2 separate regions of the Ovis aries genome follow, and region 1 is linked to region 2. A link is a contact called in public Hi-C data. All regions are on one chromosome and are shown on one strand. Each heading gives the region's core, a stretch centred on a gene start, on an enhancer-like site or on the middle of the called end of the contact. The rest is flanking DNA. Distances are from core to core; before and after follow the strand shown.

Evidence for each region. A called contact is a pair of places that touch in the nucleus more often than the background predicts.
Region 1: a Hi-C map of hypothalamus shows a contact between it and region 2, with 7 times the contacts expected there. The contact joins two enhancer-like sites. A contact is called at or near these places in 7 of 16 Hi-C or Micro-C datasets (hypothalamus, liver, mixed tissues and 3 more).

The regions. Positions count from the first base shown.
Region 1 is chr8:19,640,912-19,646,350 of ARS-UI_Ramb_v3.0, forward strand. It overlaps CEP85L (centrosomal protein 85 like), which reads left to right. Exons shown (of 12, transcript XM_027972343.3): 3 at 1,430-2,217. PLN (phospholamban) reads right to left here. Exons shown (of 6, transcript XR_009601603.1): 2 at 3,666-5,439; 3 at 2,441-2,683; 4 at 1,976-2,335; 5 at 1,457-1,697; 6 at 1-374. Among named protein-coding and RNA genes, the nearest start is that of PLN, 14 kb to the right of the region's middle. Within about 2 kb of position 2,505, at least 7 of the 54 cell types and tissues checked have an H3K27ac peak or open chromatin away from gene starts, as enhancers often do.
Region 2 is chr8:19,479,429-19,484,715 of ARS-UI_Ramb_v3.0, forward strand. No RefSeq gene overlaps it. Among named protein-coding and RNA genes, the nearest start is that of ASF1A, 75 kb to the left of the region's middle. Within about 2 kb of position 2,768, at least 4 of the 54 cell types and tissues checked have an H3K27ac peak or open chromatin away from gene starts, as enhancers often do.

The DNA of each region.
Region 1 (5,439 bases), core at 1,255-3,754, 160 kb after region 2:
CAGAGAGCCCGTTTTCTCGCGTGACTCGCTTCCAAACCGAAATCTCTGCAGGTGCTTCTGCGTGTCTATCGTAGTTGCAGGGTATGTTGGGAATTTAAGGTCTAAAATTTATTTTGGAAGGTTGGCTTTATAATATGGGAATTTTCTTGAGTATGAAAGGGTATTGTAGAAGCTGGTGGGAACCTGTAATATGGTAAGTTACAGTGAAATTTTGTGATACTTTTTATTGTAGTCTTTCATCTGTAATATTTTCCTCCTTCCATCTCCAGGTGAATAAATTCTGTGCAGAAACTTCTTGGAATTATGTTTTTTAAATAGTTTGCTTGGCTCTTTCTCATCTGCATCTTCTTATGATTTCCTCAGCATTTCTTTTCCTGTTTATTTATTTAAAACAATATCAAAACTCGCAAGTTTTATTTAAATATATACTGAGTCAAACATAATGGAAAGACAGAGAACAAACTGTAAAAGTTACATTTCACCACCCACCCCCACACTTCAAATTGCTATCACCTTTCTGTATATCATGTGATAAAATGATAATCTTTGATTTTAGTTAGGCGTATTTGATGGTGGTTTGGCATTTGATAGTAAGTCCATTGAGTGTAGAGGCCCTTATTTATCCTTTGGGCTTCCATATTGCCTACTATAGCTGTTCCTATGTTTGGGATAGTATTATGTGAAGGTCTGATTTTCGGCAATAGCTATGCAGTCATTTTGGAAGTAAAAATGTACAACCTGGGAATTTAGTGAATGTTCAGAGAAAGATAGGAATCAAAGTAGACTTCAGGTGTTCTAGCTTGGGAAAATAGACCATTGAGGACGCCATTAAAGGAGACTGAGAATATAGAAACTACTCTCCATTTGCAAATATATTGCTAGACCCCTCCCTGATTATTGTCCATTACTGGAGGAGCGCCTTTACCCATATTTCTGATTTGATTTCGAGTGTGGAGAGGTACCACAGTGTTCAGGTTGGGCCTGGATTTCCACAGTTGAGGAAAGACACTAAGAGATACCATTTTTAAAGTAAAGTTAGAAGTTGTGTCTGAGGCTTCAGTGATTTATCATGAATAAAACCTTTCAATGGGGAGATGGATTTTTCTTTTAAGGCATAGTACTTGGGTTAAATAGCATGAATATATACCTGTTTTCTAGTCATTTTCATCTGTAAGTAGATTGCAAATGAACATATATTTTGTTATATATCCATTTTTAGAAAATGTATGAAAGGTGTGATTTGTTTCAGATGACTAATATTAATAGTAACGGTAATAAGTAGTAAGTCTCTCCTATTGATGAAGTGCTTTTGAAAAACTTGTGCTGGGAAACCATGTTCAGATTTTTGATTTTGGCATTTTACATTTTGCCTCTTTTTTGTTTTTTGTCTGTTAATCACAACTAATTTGGCATTCTTTTTTCTTTCCAGATCATTCAGCTTCAAGTGGCACGTTACCTTTTAAGCCTAGTCGGCCACTGGTCACTCTTCCTACTGCTCATGTCATGCCGTCTAACTCCAGTGCTTCAGCTTCCAAACATAGGGAGTCACTGACATCAGGTGGCTCAAAATGGAGTATGAGCCTCATGCAAGCATTGGGAAATCATAGTAGGGGGGAGCAGGACTCTTCACTGGACATGAAGGACTTCCGGCCCCTCCGGAAATGGTCATCTTTATCCAAACTCACCGTCCCAGAGAACTGTAGCCAGGGTGGCATGGTGCACACAGAAGAATCAAGGAGAGGTTTGGAAAAGACAGGGAGAGACAAGGCATTAACAGCACAATTAAGGACCATTGGACCTAGCTGTTTACATGACAGTATGGAGATGCTTAAGCTAGAGGATAAGGAAATAAATAAAAAACGACCATCAACTCTGGACAGCAGATACAAATATGAGAGCTGTAGCAAAGAGGACTTTAGAGCTTCTTCCTCCACTCTCAGGAGACAGGCCTTAGACATGACATACAGTGCCTTACCTGAAAGCAAGCCTATTATGACAAGCTCAGAGGCTTTTGAATCTCCGAAATATTTAATGCTTGGTCAGCAGGCAGTAGGTGGAGTTCCCATTCAGCCTTCTGTGAGGACGCAGATGTGGCTCACTGAGCAGTTGCGGACAAACCCCTTGGAAGGTAGAACTACAGAGGACTCTTACAGTTTAGCTCCTTGGCAGCAGCAGCAAATTGAAGAGTTTCAGCAAGAAAGGGAAACACCAATGCAGGTAAGGCTCAGAACCTAGTGTTTGCCTCCCTCCAGTGGATGCTCTGAGTACTAGCACGCTTGAAGTCAGCATTCGACAGTGTGTCCGTAAGCACAGAGTGCTTTACTTTCCCTTTCCCCTGCACAGTAATAAGCATAAATGTTACAAAACTCCAGAATATTGTGTTGATAAAACTTTAAAAATATTTGAGACTTATTAACATGGAAAACTTGAAACTTTGTACCTGACTTGTTCTTCTTCTTCTCATTTGTTTTGCTTTTGTTCAGTCGTGTCCGACTCTTTGCGACTACGGACTGTAGCATGCCAGGCTCCCTATTCTTCACTATCTCCCAGAGTTTGCTCAGATTCATGTCCATTGAGTCAGTGATGCTATCTAACCATCTCATTCTCTGCCACCCGCTGCTTCTTTTGCCTTCAGTCTTCCCCAGCATCAGGATATTTATAAACACAGCAAAAAATATTCAATCTAAAGAAAATTGAAACAGAAACAAAGGAGCTGGCATGATATAATAGAAAGAACAGTAACTTGAATGAAGACTTGGATTTTGTTTCTGTTTTTATCAGATTCAGAATCTGGATGATTCTCTGTCACTTAATACTTAATATCTCTGGGCCTGAGTTTTTCTTTCTTTCCTTTTTTTCCCCCCTAAATTGAGATATCGTTGACATATAACATATTAGTTTCAGCTATGTAACATAATGATTCGATATATGTGTATGTTATAAAACGATGACCACAATAAATCCAGTTAACATCCATCACCATACTTAGCTACAGAGTTTTTTCCCTTGTAATAAGATCTACTCTTAGTAACTTTCAAATATGCAATACAGTATTATTAGCTGTAGTCACTATGCCGTACGCTATATCCCTGTGATCTATTTATAACTGAGGGTTTGTACCTTTTGAGCGCCTTCATCCGTTTTACTCACCCTCCAGCCTGTGCACTGGCAACCATCAGTCTGCTCTCTTTATATGAGTGTAATTTTTTTGTTTGCTTTTTTAAAAAGCATAATTTGTCTTTCTCTGTGTGACTAGTTTCACTTGGCATAATGCTGTCAGGATCCATGCATGTTGCCGCAAATGGCAAGATTTCCTTCATTTTATGCGAATATTCGTGTGTGTGTGTGTGTGTGAACATAAGGTTGCATATACATCTTTTTAAGTTTGTATTTTCTTTTTCTTCAGATAAATACCCAGGAGTGGAGTTAGTAGATCATAGGGTAGCTCTCTTTCTAATTTTTTCGAGGAACCTCCGTACTCTTTTCCATAGTGGGTGTGCCAGTTTACTTCCCCACCAGCATGTATGAGGTTTCTTTTTTCTCCGCATTCTTACCAGCACTTGTCGTTTCCTGTCTTTCTGATAATAGCCATTCTAATAAGTATGAGGTGATAGCTCACTGTGATTTTGATTTGACTTTGCCTGATGATTAGTGGTGTTGAGTACCTTCTCAGTTGTTTGCCGTATATATGTTTCTTCACGGCTTCTGCCACCTGTAAAATGCGGAGGTGGAAATAAAGTCATTGATAAAGCTTTGGCAGTGGTTGGTATGTATTCAGGTTTATAAAACAGATGCACTTTAAAAAAAATAGGGTTTCAAGATTTATTAATCATTTTTGGAGAAGGAAATGGCAACCCACTCGAGAACTCTTGCCTGGAAAATTCCATGGACGGAGGAGCCTGGGAGGCTGCAGTCCATGGGGTCGCAAAGAGTCGGACATGACTGAGCAACTTCACTTCACTTCACTTAAGGAAACTACTGTATGATAATATTGCATAAAAAGAAAAGTGTGTACTTCCTAATGTCATGTGTAAATGTGTAAATTTCTTGATCTGAAAATGTCTTCTGTTCCAAGGTAATTGTCTGCAGCTCATTTTAACTGGGAAACCAATTGTCTATAGAATTTTTCATAAATTATGTCATCCATTTTTTTATTACCAGAGTTTTCTGAAACAAAGTGATTTCATCGAAAATTGCAAAATTTCCCTGGGGTAAAAACTTAAAATTACTAATAAAAAATAATGAAGATTAAAGGAATATATTCTATGAAAGAATAAGGAAATCACTTATCTAGTAATGTCACGAATCTGAGCGCAGCCCCAAAACATACACATAACCTAACGTGCTCCATTCACAGGAGAGCCCTTAACACCTCCTCTGTGCTTTCTTTACTCTTATTTTGAACATAGTTCTTATCATCTTGATTATATATATTTAGACTGCATAACCAAACAGATGTATCATGATGTGTGAATAACAAATCATAACAGAGCGGTTTAACCAGATTTATTGTGATTTATCTATTCAAGCAGTTGAAAGATAGGAAACCTAATTTATCAAATACTGTCATATTTTAGTTCTCAAGTGCTTGTGGTTACAGGGAAACAGGGACTGGGTAGTTGTTTCTCCAGCTGGTGTCTTTACACAGAACTGGAATAACCTAAGATGGTTGGGGGAAGGGACTGAATGTTTTGCGCCAACTTGAAGTAGGTGCCATAGAGAGAGAACTGAGAAGATTGAGTGAATTTCAGACAATAAGTACTGATTTCACTCCTTCCATTCTGTTGGGAGGATCCTCTTCGGTAATCAAAGTTTTCCTCAGCCTTGAAGCAGTGCAGAGAAAGGGTAGGGAGCTTGGAGGTGCTTTGTGGAGCAAACTTATTTTTAAATATTCTTGGCCCATGGTAGATGAAGAAAGTGAAAAGGCACAAAATTTGCATGTGCTTGGAGAGTCCTACTTTTTGATTAACCTTCTTTGGGATGGTCTGTTTATAGTGCTTTTAAATTTCATAGTAGAAAGGTGAAACCAGGTAAAGAAAACCTAGATACTTTAATTGAAATGTTTGACGATTTCTCTTCTAATTCTCCTGGTCTACTATAGAAAAAAATTCTTAAATACCTTCTCCTTGGAGCTTCCAAACATCTTTCTTTTAAAGTTCTCATCTTTCTTGTTTCTTAGGTCTCTTTAAAACATTGACTTCTTTTTAGTCTAATTTTTGTATAAAGGGAAGAGCCTTAATAATAATTATCCCATTGATAAATTGTGAGAATGTGATTTTCAATGACAACTGTTTGTCACTGTGAAGAAAAAACAAAATATTTTGCAGCTAAGAAAAAGAATTTGGCTGAGAGTCACAATCTAACATCACCATAAATTTATCTAGAACTTTTGTAGCTGTCAGAATGATTTATCTCATTTGATGCTCAGAGCCTCCTTCC
Region 2 (5,287 bases), core at 1,518-4,017:
CATGCGAAGAGTTGACTCATTGGAAAAGACTCTGATGCTGGGAGGGATTGGGGACAGGAGGAGAAGGGGATGACTGAGGATGAGATGGCTGGATGGCATCACCTACTCGATGGACGTGAGTCTGAGTGAACTCCGGGAGATGGTGATGGACAGGGAGGCCTGGCATGCTGCAATTCATGGTGTCGCAAAGAGTTGGACATGACTGAGTGACTGAACTGAACTGAACTGATGAAAAGAAAACAAAAATATTCATTTTTAAAGAATCAGTGCCAAAAATTATGGCATACAACCCATCCGAAACAAAAGACTTGATGAAAATCTTTTCCAGAATTTTTTCACTGGACAGTATGAAAATCACTGGTTTGGGTTTTCTGGGAAGCAGATGCTGAGATGGAGTTTATTGTGCAGGATATTTCTCAAGAACTGTCTTGGGGTCAACACCCATGGGAAGAAAGGGATGAAAGCAGAATCAGGTAGAGAGAGAACTCGAGCTATGTTGCAACCTTGGCAGATCTGACTGGGAGCTCTGAGATGAAAAATAACCCATCAGTGATGCTCACTATTGAGTTGAAATGGCCAACCTTAGGCCCCTGCCTCTCTGCTCAGGAGGCTGGGACATGGGGAGAAGTAGCCCTGCAGCTGGGCAGTTCCGGAACAGGCTGACAGCAACACGTCCTTTTTAGAAGAGGCATCTGGGCAGTGCACCTTCAGTCCATCACACAGGGAGACACAGTATTATTGTAAACAAAAATGGAGTCATATCTTCTACACTGTTATGATGCTGGCATTTTTTACTTAGCAACATACTGTAAACATTTCCCTGTGACCCAAATATGTAATGGATTACGTCCATTTTTAATTAGTGCAGATATTGTATCAAACAGGTGTACAATACTAATCAAATTCCTGTTGAAGGGTGTTTGAGAACACCTTTTCTATATTTTTTGCCTTTATAATTAACTCAGTCATGAACATCCTAATGTGTATATATCTTTCCACACATGTGAAATTAATTATTAGCATAATTATTAGCACATAGTAATCTCAAAAGTGAAATTGCTGGGCCAGAAGATATCCATATTTACATTTTGAGTGTAGTGCCAGATTAACCGCCAGAAAGTTGTAACAATTTACCTGAGCACTAAGGATAATCGGCATCAATCTTTGTGCCAATTTCATAGGTGAAAAAAAAAAAACTTGTTTTCTTAGTAACATTTATTAATTAGCAGCCAGGTTAAATGATGTTTCTTATGTTGACATCGTATTTCTTCAATTATTTTTTCCTTTTATGATTTACCTGTACGGATGCTTTGCCCGTTTTTCTCTGGTTTGTGTCTGTTATACTGAGGGTAGTAGGCCTGTTTGATATATATGACACAATGCTATTTACTAATATCTATCTGTGTCTTATTTTTCCTTTCTTTTTCTTTCTGTTCTTTTTTTTTTTTTAAAGCTAAACTAACCAAATTCATTTATCCTCTCTCTTAGAAATCCTAAGAAGTTTCCTTCTACCCAACTTGACAGGTGTTCTCCTGACACTTCTGGAAATCCTCACACTTTCAAGGTTTCTATTAGTAAATAATGTGAAAAACAGACATTCTCTCCCAGCCCCCTCCTTCGTCTAATCTTACTCCCCAACCACGCCGGATTACCTTTTATGGAGAAAAGTCATGAAGGACACACAGATTTTACCTTTCATAATGGTCACTTTGATGCAGCTGCATCAGGATGTCTGCTTTAATGGTCTTCCTTCCTTCGGAAGTGCTCCTGAATGGCCAGACTTTCTGCGTGAGGTCCTTAGAAGCCCTGCCTCTACCTACAATACGCGGCTGAGCTGGGAAGCAGTGACATTTCCTCCTCCAGCCTGCGAACCTCAGGCAATGCAACTGGGCAGAGCCATGCACAATGGAAAGTGGACACAATCATGTTCCAAACTTAGGCGTTTTTCCTGCTGACCCATGTCCTCCTACCCAGGTACAAGCTTCCTAGCTCTACCTGGATTTCTGAGTTATCCACTCTATTTCCCCACCCTCCCCATTTTTTTTAATTAAATGAATGAATTAATTTTTGGCTGTGCTTGGTCTTGCTGCGCAGGCTCTTCTCTAGTTGCAGCAAACCAGGGCTTTTCTCTGGTTGCGATGCGTGGGCTTCTCAGTACGGTGGCTTCTCTTCTTGTTGCAGAACACAAGCTCAAGGGCAGCCAGCTTTAGTGGTTGCAGCTCCCTGGCTCCAGGGCACAGGCTCGATAGCTGTGGCACACGGGCCTAATTGCCCTGCGGCATGTGATAAGTTCCCGCTACAGGGATCAAAGCCGTGTCTCCCACATTGCCAGGTGGATTCTTTACCACTGAACCACCAGGGAAGCCCCTTCCTGTTGTTTCTAAAAACACCTTTATTGAGGCATAATTTACAGATCACGAAGTTCCCTCATTTTCAATGTACATTACAATGATTTTTAGTAAGCTTACTGTCTTGGGCTACCATCACCACAATACAGTTTTAGGACATTTTCCTGACCTCACTGAGATCTTTCGTGCCTGTTTACAATTAATCCCCTTTCCTATCCCAACTCCAGGCAACCACTAACCTACATTTTGTCTCTATGCAATTGCCTTTTCTGGACAGAAATTAAATCATATGTGCCTTTAGTTTTGACATCGCCTCTTATCTCCGATGAGAAATTCCAGATTCAGCCTCAGCTCTGTGGAAATTTGCTGGCCAGACATGGGTTCACTTAACTGGTAAATGACAGAGCTCTGATTCAGGTCCAAGTCTCGTGACTCCAAATTCTTTCCACTCCCTCCTGCTTTCCTGATCTGGATACAGTTGCAACGATGAATGGAAAATTTAGTGATGGCCATTTAAAAAAGCCTCAGAGATCACTGGCCTTCTGGGTCTTGACGCCAAACTCGTGACTCTGCTCAGCCACCAGTGTGTTAGTTGCTCAGTCGTGTCCAGCTTTTGCGACCCCATCGACTGAAGCCCGCCCCAGGCTCCTCTGTCCCTGGAATTCTCCAGGCAAGAATACTGGAGTGGGTTGCTATTTCCTTTTCCAGCTCAGCCACCAGAGGGTGCCCCAAAGATCTTTAAATTGGCTTTTGCTTGTCACAATTGGGCATCTTAGGAAAGAGAGTGTGAATTGTGACCTGAGTGCAATCTCTCCGCGTAGAATTTTTCTTACAGTATTTTCCCTCTCTGGGAAATTGCAAATAGCAATGGAGAATAAAAGCTAGGAAATGTTTTTTGTGCACATTTAAGATTTTTTTTTTCAGGCTTCTCAGACCAATATTTTTTTCTTTAATAGAATAAAAAGGGAAACTACTAAAGAGACTTGGTTAGGGAAGCTGGTGAAACATTAAGTTATGACAATCCAGCATGACAGATATCCAATTAATCATGACATTAAGGTGATTGTGTTAATCTTTTGCATTTTTAGAGAACTAAATTGATTGAGGGAAGGGAACTGGAAACATGTTTTCAGATTGTTACCCAAGTACATTATCTATGTAGCTAGACTTAACTGGATAATAATTCAATATGAAAACTGAATATATCTTTGAGAATTAATTTTTTTGTGACGTATCTCCAGCTATCGGGATGGATGGATGAATGGACAGGGGCCGATCAACAGCCAGGATGGGAGCTCCTGGGACAATCTTCAGGGGAACGTGATGCTTGTCCTGAGCACCAGCCCTGGCAGGTGTCAAAATCACTGGAGCCATATGTTTGGTGGTGCTGTGCCCTGTGCCCACTACGAACCACGTGCTCCCCAGAACCTGGACTGCAGTTATGGAACCAGGATTAGACCAGAGCCAGTCAAAACCTTTCATTAACTGGAACCAGAGGTTGAGAACTGACTCACCACAAATGGGAAGTTGTGTCTTTTATGCTTATCCTTCTCTTGACAGCTAAGCTAGTCCTGAAAATCCTGCCTTTAAGTGATGACATTGAAAGGAGGGTGCTTAGAATTTCAAAAAATGGCAAATCTTCAAGTACTTTCAAAGCATCTAAATCTGTGCAATGAATTCATATGCTAATGAGGGGGCATAGTATTCTGGTCACCTCAGTAGGGTCGCCACCCACCTGAATAAGGCAACATTTTTATCGTGAGCTTCCATCCCCAAATGGGAGCCCATTAAAACCCAAGCCACCTGCTATTCTCTGCCTAGAAAATCTTGTGTCTCTATAAATTGATGAAACCGGGATGCTGAAATAGCACTTTATTGTGGGAAAAAAAAAAAACATACATTACAGAAAATTTGCTGCTTTAACCATTTTTAAGTTCAGGATTCACTGGCAATAAGTATATACACAGTGTTGTGTAAACATCATTACTACCCATCTCCAGAACTTTTTCATCTCTGTACCACTGAACAATAACGACCCCCTCCCCGGTTCCCCAACAGTCCCTGGTAACCATGAATTATCACTATTATAAGCATATTCATTTAGTAGGTCTGGGGATGAGAAAGCCATTTTACAAAAAGGAAAAGAGGGGGAGTTACAAAATGGCAAAACTCTGCAGAAGCCATTATAGTGAAAATCATAACTCTGTCCATCTTTTCCTAACACAGAATGAACGTCAGGATCGGCCTGTGATGTGAATCGCAGCTGCACACAGTCAGGAGAGATGATGCTCGGTCCTAGATGTGTTTGCTGAGTGAGGGGGACACTCCCCCAAAGCAAGGAAGTCGCTGAATCTCCTGAGACCCCAGAGAGGCCCAGGCAAGGCTGGGAGGTGTGGGCGTCTGCCTGGAATCAGTGGTGTGGCCAGGTTACAATCTCAACCTAAAACTTCATGCTAATCATCTGAACTCCGAACATTTTTCCAAAGCTAAAATTACCTTTCAAAGGAACGTAGTTCTAGTGTTTGAGACACCTACAACAGTTCCTTCTTAAATAAAATTCAATCTCTCAACCAACCACAATTCCTACTTTCTTAAAAAGCACGTAAAGAAAAACAGTGTTAATGAACCCTCTTAAATTCAGACGCACAGGATCTCTTCTTTGGTGCTTTATTTACAGTCTTGGGCACTTACTCTAACTGGCCCCTTTCTGAGACCTAGCTTCTTCTGAAAGCACATGGATTTCCTTGTGAAGGAAATACACTTAAAGCCTTTCTGGCTCCCTTTCCCTAAGGCGTTTTGCTAATGTGTACCAGAACATTCTTGAAAGGAGAAAAGAAGGAAAAGAGAAAGAAATACTTTGTCAGAAAAGAGCCTGCCTTTGGGCGTAGCTAGCACAACTGCCTCCTGTTAATCTGCAACCTAGTTAAGAGAACCAGAAA